Regions from separate parts of the Oryctolagus cuniculus genome. Here region 1 is linked to region 2. The links are chromatin contacts, called in public Micro-C maps. All regions are on one chromosome and are shown on one strand. The core of a region is the stretch at or near the end of the contact, and the rest is flanking DNA. Distances in the headings are between cores, read along the strand shown.

Region 1 (3,695 bases), core at 601-3,100, 130 kb after region 2:
TTTCTTAGGGATGAGACCTTCCCAGAACTTAAGCACTAAAACCATGAACTCAGACAAGAGATACAAATAGATATAATGGGCAGCAGCTTCAGGAAGCTTTCAGCTCCATAAAACAAACTTTAACAACAGTCATCCCCAAAGCAAAGGAGCTGCCCCGGACAGAAAACCTTCCCTACCATGGAGACGGTCAAATACAAGTTGGGGATTGGCACACTGGCAACACCACTAAAAGGAAGCAGTTACCAAGGTTCCTTCTAGCACACAAATTCTACAGTTATCTGAACTGCTTTCTCTTATTTTAACTCAAATTCAAAGAGAAAAAACAGGGCTTTGTGGGAATTAAATTGAAAGGGGGGGGGGGGGGCCAAAATGCAATGTCATGATAAAAGCTGTAATACTTCTACTAACCTCAAACTTAGGATTTTGCCTCACATGGCAAAATCAAAAAGTATGCATGTGATACTTTTTACCACAAAAATGAGTGGTCATGGAGGATTTCTAGGCTGAATTGAAAATTCCAAGTGAATCTTGCCTGAAGTACTAAGACAGATTGTAAGCCCAATCACAACATGCAGCCCTGCTCCAGGTACTGGCCCTCTGGTCCCAGAATAATAGAGTATTGTGGGCCCACTTCAGAGCTAAGTTCTGTGTCTTGCGACAGGAACCTTATCCCAAGGCACCTTACAATTTAACTACAAAGGCAAGACCAGCTTGAAGAAGGAGCCATTACCACAGGGCAGTACTTGGTTATTCCATGCCTCAAAACAACACAGATAAGCCATACTATGAAATGGAAAGAACAGCAGGCTGCCCGAAGAACTTAAACAGGGAGAAAAATAAGGTGGGAAGCAGGCAGGTACTTCCAGGGCAGCGGAACTTGGCGCAGCAAAAATCACTTGAAAATGAACCTGGATTTTGTTTCCAGAACAACACCCCCCCCCCCCCATTTCCCTCAACACCTTTTGTCTGGCTCTCCTTTCTACACCTTCCCAAATCTTCCCATCAGTCGTTCCCAACGTGCGGTTCCTTGACAAGCAGCATCGCCACCTAGGAACTTGAACGGCCGATCCTGGGGACCCATCCCAAGCCAGAAAGCCGGGGCGCAATCTGTGTTGGCACATCGCTCCAGGTGGTTCTGAGGCATGCTCCAGTCCCAGAACCCCGCTCCCAGGGCCACCTCCCAAGCACGGCCTCCGCGCAGGAAAGAGATGAGGTTCCGAACGCCTAACAGAGCCTTCGCGGGGTGCAGGCGGCTGGCGGAGGTCGCAGCCCTGCCAGTCCAGTCTCGGTTCCAAATTCGGGTTCTCCTGCAGAACACCTTCTCCCAAACACCGCTCTCGGCGCCAGCCCCTCCCGAGTGACTTTCCCCTCCTAAGGCCCGCTCCCGCCCCTCCTTCGCCCTACCTCGGTGTCAGAGGGGACGTGGTGCCGGCAGGGAGGGGCACTGCCCAAGGAGACAGGAAGAGTTGTGACGCTCGTCGGGAGCCCGCCTAACAGCAGTAAGACGCCTCGGACCCACAGAGGGCCGCCGCGGCGCCACCGGCTCCGGCCCGGGCCTGGACACGCGTAATCTGCGGCTCCCCTGCACCCGGCCGCCATCTTCGGGCCCGCGTCGTTACCATGGAGCGCGTGACGCCTCCGCGCCGGACCCGCCCCGCCCCTCGCCGTCGGGGCAGGTGGAGGGAGCCGCCGGCGCGAGGACTGAACACTGGCTGGCGTCACCGGCACCGAGTTATCGCCGGCAACGAGCCCAGCGACCACGTCCGCCGCTCGCGGAGCAAAGCCGGCCAATAAACGCTGCTCAGTGGCCCACGTGGGCTGACCACAGGGAAGAACAAACGCCGGCGGGCGTTAGCCATAGACGGAGGGTGGCATGCCTGTTTTTAAATAGTGGCAGTTTTTCCAGTTCCTTTATTCACCAGAAATATGCAAGCACTTAGGTGGACATATAAACAGCTGCAGTATGAAAGGTGAGTGAAACCACCTTTTTACTTCTCAGTCACCATCTTTACGTCCGTATCAACTATTTCCTATGAAATCAATCGTGTTCTATAGTACTGTACTCAATTTCATCCTTTAATCTTCATCTAACCAAGAACTGCACTAACCCAGGAAGAGCAGGTGGCTACTGGCCATTAAGGCAACTACATTAAAAGCTGAGCTATGAGAAACTATGAAAAATGGAAAACTGGGGCCAATCTCCCCATGGCCCATGAACAAAATGAAAACCAGGGCTGAAAAGAGCTGAAAATTATTTAACGGGAACTGAATATTGGAGATTACTATAAATGACGATGCTCCAAAATGCACCAATATGATCCCCCAAATGAAGGTGGCAGCCAAAATACACAAGTGCACTAAAGATACTGTATAAAATTACCTTCAGGCTGTGTGCATAAAGATATGAAACGTAAGTTCCATGTTTAGACTTGGGTCCCATTACATTATTATAAATATGCAAATATCCAGAATCAAACATTTCAGAACCCTCTTTGAAAAGATGCTCACCCAGTCTACCATTTTACAAGTGAGCAAAAGTTCATTAATGTGTCTAAATAATGGTTGCTGGGATTCCAAAGTAACTTTCTTAAAAACAATGTATATATTTTTAGACTTACTTCAAAGACAGAGTAAAAGAGGAGAGTCACATCTTCCATCCGCTGGTTCACTCCCTAACCACTGAAGCTAAGCCAATCCGAAGCTAGGAGCCAGGAGCTTCTTCTCCATCTGATGTGGGTGCAGGGGCCCAGGCACTTGGGACATCTTCCACTGCGTTCCCAGGCAGCAGGGGGCTGGATCAGAAGTGGGGCAACTGGGACTTGAACCAGCAACCATATGGGACACCAGCATTACAGGTAGTGGCTTAACCTGATATGCCACAGCACAGTCCCCATATTAGTAACTTTCAAAACATGCCTTTTCCATTGCAAAATAAAATTGCTGATTGTGAACAAAGAATGGAAGTGGTCATTTCAAGCTCCTAGCTGTTAATAGCAGTGTCACCACAGAGGCAGTCTGAATGACAGTGGACAGGTGGGCATGCCACAAAGGCCCCTTTCTGTAGATACTCCTAACAAAGGTGACATGCGTTAGGAGACTTTCCCTTTCCATGCCTAATCCACACTTCTAATGTATGAATGCCTTCCTGGACATATCCACATGCTCCTCAGTCCCCTAATTTGTTGTCCCCCTAAACCCTTCCCTGGTTCCTCAGTTTTGTAACACAGCCAGAAAAACCAGGATTGCTAACCAGACTCCACAACCACTTTTAAAATGGTACCAACAGGGATGGTGTTGTGCTGCAGCAGAGAAGCCAGCCTTTCTTTGTCACAGGAGTGTCAAAACACTGCTTTGAGTTCTGATCTAACTTCCTAATGCACCTGGGAAAGCATGACTGTGGCCCATGTACTTGGGACACTCAGCAGCATTTCAAGCCCCAGGCTTTGTCCTGTTGCAGCAACTTGGGGATTTAACTTGGTTATTATCACTTTGCCTTCTGAATGAATCCTTTAACAAGGTATCATTGACATCATCTATTTCTGTGCTCAAAGATACACAATTTTCCCTGGTGACAGTTCTACCATAATTATGTCTCCCAAATGAATTAAACCATGATGACACTATTACATACAGGAGTATTAGTCTAGGGGCTGGCATTGTGGTGTAGTAGGCAAAGCTTCCATTCCAAATGGGCA
Region 2 (3,762 bases), core at 810-3,309:
TCTGAAAGGGTTCGTCTTAAACCACACACACATACAAAAGGGTCATACTAATTCTAAAAGCCTAGGCACCTTACAGTAACTAGACATAGCTTTCTATCCTACAGTCATTTACCAATAAAAAGTTAAAATCTTCTACACTGTTTCTGTGTGTTAATATAGTCATGCATAATAACTTACTCAGGATAAATGAGGAAAATCCCCCACGAAACCTTGGCCTCAGCCCCTTCCAAGTTTCTCACAATTTCACAAACAGTTCAAGGACTAAAAGCAAGTAGGGTCATGCACACCCGCAGTGAACCAAAATTTAAGAATTCATCCTTTTAGTTTCAGTACCATGGAATGTCCTGATTTCACTCATTCTCAAGATTCTGAATGTTATAGCCCCCTATCCGTTACCTATTGAAAGCAAAACAAAACGCTGTGTTGCTCCTTCAGGGCTTTCTTGCTATTCCTTAGGTTTTTTTTGTTTTGTTTTGTTTTTTTTCATTCCTACCCACGAAAGTAACAAATACAGAATTTGTCATCAAGTTGGCCGGGTCCACTCAAACTGAAACATCCCCAGGCTGGGGTTTAGAGTATCAGAAGCACTGGTTCCCTGCACCTTTGCCTTGATGGTCCAATGACTTATGGACAGCCCCCTTTCTCAGTCACAAACACCTCGGGGGTGGAATCATGATTCAGTTAACTCAATCATCTGTCAAGCAAGTTTTGAGGAGCACCCAGCAGCTGCTAGGCTCTGGAAAGAGCTGAGTTAAACAGTTCCTGCCCTCTCCTGCTATGAGAAGGCTCGCTGGCACACGGATTACAACACAGGCTGAAACAGCAGTTCCGAATCAAATCAGAGGAAGAACTCACTCTTGGGCTAGGGAGGAAGTTGGGAGACAACATTTCTGTATTCCCCAAAGGCCCTCCCGAAATACCTGTGGAAGGAGCCAACGAATGAGTTAAATTCTGCCAACGAAAGGTGAGATCCCAGGTCCAAAGGAGAGGTAGCAGTTACTTCTAAGAAGCTAGCAGATGAGCGCAGCCTGTCAACTACGGGAATGCAGACCCCAGGCAAACTCAGCCCCACGCAACCCCCAGGAAATCACCTTGCAGAAAAGACCCCACCTGTACTGCCAGCCTTTCACGCCGCCGCCGCCGCCCCCGCCGCCGCGGCCGCTGCTGTTGCTGCTGTTCTTGTTGGGGGTCACGGCTGTGGCCAGGCCCTCCAGCTTGCCCTCGCTCTCCGAGACTTTCATCGTCGCCACCGGCTCGCCCCCCTGCATCTTCACTCCGAAGTCCATTCGCCCTTCTTGGGCGGGGGGGAACAGCTCGGTAGCTTTTGCCGTTGGTGCTGCTGCTTTTTGTTTTTGTTGTTTAGTGATCTGATCTGAATGTGATTCCAGTTGCTAAATCAGACGGCGGCTGGAGAGGGAATGGTCAAATGGCCCCAGAAAGGAAGATACGCATCCCCGACCGAAGTTAACTTTCCAGAGGGAAGGGACAGCGATGAGAACACAGCTATCCTTTAGATTAAATATTTACCCTCCCGGCAAAAACACGGAGGGGGAAAAATCACCCCTCCAGAGGTCTCGCAGACATGACTCCAAGGAGAAGCAGGCTCGTAAGGAGGTCGCCGACTCTCCAGCCAGGCGGGCTGGACTAGGACGGAGGGCCACGGACAGGGGCCCGGGGCCTGACCTCCGCGCTCCCGCGTCTCCTCCGGCCAGTCTTCCAGTGGAGGGCCCGTCCAGCCCGCTCGGCGCGAACCGCCGCAGCCCCCAAGGCAGAGCGGCGGCCAGCGCGCGCAGCTCGGGAGGAGGGTCGGGGAGGGAGGCCGCCGGGGGCGGGAAGCCGGCTTCCAGGGCCGTCTCTCCGTGGGCCAGAGGCGTGCCGCTCGGGGCGACTTTCTCCAACGCCCCTGGCCCTGGCCCCTCGACTGGGTTCCCAGGAATAGACGACTCTCAGCCCTCGCTCCAGCCGCAATTGCAATAGCCAGAGCCCCGGCCACCGCCCCACCCACAGCCCCACAGCGGGTGACCCACCCGCCGCCTCGCTCTCCCCGCCTTCCCTTCCGGAGTGGTGTGAGCTCACTTCCCCCTCAGGCGAAGTGCCCGGCGCCATCTTGGATAAGGGCAGCTCAGCCCTGGAGGGGGCGGAGCCTCCGAGGGTAGCGGTGACCAGAGGCTGATGGGTAAGAAAGGGAGCCGGAGGGCGAGGCAGGAGAACCAGAAAGAAGGGTCGGGAAGGAGAGAGAAACAAAAGAAGGAGTGGACCCAAAGAGTGCCCGGGCGGAGTGTGATTTCCGCCCTTTTTAACCAACCAGGTCCCATCCTTGCATCTGAGGGCCCCGTTCCAGGCATTTTAGGAAGAAAGGCTTGAAAAATAAGAAATTACGAAAAATAAAAAATACTGGTCGTTTTAGTCATTTTGAAAAAAAGGGAAAAAATAGCGTGACAGTGGAGTAAGGCAAATGGATGTTGCAAATGAAAAGGAAACTGTCCTGGAAGTTAGCACCTCTGAGCCAGTCAAGTACTCTCCTGACCCCAGATAAATCTTTCACCCTCTTTATGTCTTTGTCTTCGCATTAGTGAAATAAGAGTGGTTATCCAGGAGATTGCTAAAGTTCCTTCTAATTGCAATTCTAGTTCCCAACAATATGACTTGCGATTTAAACGTATAGAAAATTCTAGCACAGATACAGACAGTATTACTCAAACTTGTAAAATAAGGCTAAGAAGAAAAAAAAAGAGGGTGATAATAGAAAATAAATGAAATGGGATGAAGAACCCACCTCACAACAATCAAATTGACCTACAAAGAGATGAAGTTTCAAAAGAAAGATGGGGTTGGTGTTTGGTGCAGCAGTTAAAATGGTGCTTGGGATGCCAGCATCTCAGATGGGAATGCTGGGTTCAAATCCTGGCTCTTCTTTATAGATTTTAGCATCATGCTAAAAACTGGGAGGTAGCAGATGATGATGGCTCAAGTACTTGGATCCTGCTGTTTATTGGGGAGACTGGGATGGAGTTCCTGGCTCCTGGTTCAGCACTGGCTGTTGCAGGCATCTGGGGAATGAATCAGTAGATGGAAGATTCTCTCTGTGTGTGTGTCTCTCAGATAAAATGAAAACAAATAAATGAGTAAAGATAGCAATCAATTTGTTGAGGATTTGGAGAAATTGAAACCCTCATACATTGCTGGTGAAAATGTAAACTGTGGTGTAGCCATACAATGGAATATTGTTTGGCCATAGAAAGGAATGAAGGGCTGGTACATGCTACACCATAGATAGACTTTGAAAACATGATTCTGAGTAAAAGAAGCAAGACTCAAAAAGTGACATGTCATGTGCTCCATTTACATGAAATGTCCGGAATAGGCAAATCCTACAGACAGGAAGTAGATTAGAGCTTGCCAGGGGTTGGGAGAACGTAGGAATGGGCTGTGACCGCTTTTTTTGGAGGGGTGAAGGGGTGAGGGAGGGATAGTGAAATTCTTCTAAAATTAGTAGTAATGGATTTACAGTCTTGTGAATATATGTAAAACCCAGCTCATCATACACTTTAGATGGGTGAATTTGTGTCATGATAAAGCAATTATAATTATTTAAAAGGCAAATTCTCTAGGGAACTAACTTTACTAGAAGAAAAAGAGGAAGTAGGAATACTTAGGAGGCTGTGACAGGAAATGAAGTCAGAAATGACAGTAGCTAGGGGCTGATGCTGTGGTGCAGTGGGTTGCGCCATGGCCCACAACACCTGCATCCCATATGAATGC

What was found. Hi-C and Micro-C count contacts between places; a contact is called where the count stands out from the background.
Region 1: a Micro-C map of ear pinna shows a contact between it and region 2, with 4 times the contacts expected there. The contact joins the promoter of LMLN here to the promoter of OSBPL11 in region 2. A contact is called at or near these places in 2 of 6 Hi-C or Micro-C datasets (ear pinna and an unstated tissue).

The regions. Positions count from the first base shown.
Region 1 is chr4:82,109,024-82,112,718 of mOryCun1.1, forward strand. It overlaps LMLN (leishmanolysin like peptidase), which reads right to left and starts at 1,851. Exons shown (of 17, transcript XM_002716542.5): 1 at 1,405-1,851. The coding sequence starts at 1,599.
Region 2 is chr4:81,976,717-81,980,478 of mOryCun1.1, forward strand. It overlaps OSBPL11 (oxysterol binding protein like 11), which reads right to left and starts at 2,060. Exons shown (of 13, transcript XM_002716544.5): 1 at 1,111-2,060. The coding sequence starts at 1,286. It overlaps LOC138849304 (a long non-coding RNA gene), which reads left to right and starts at 2,134. Exons shown (of 3, transcript XR_011387968.1): 1 at 2,134-2,176.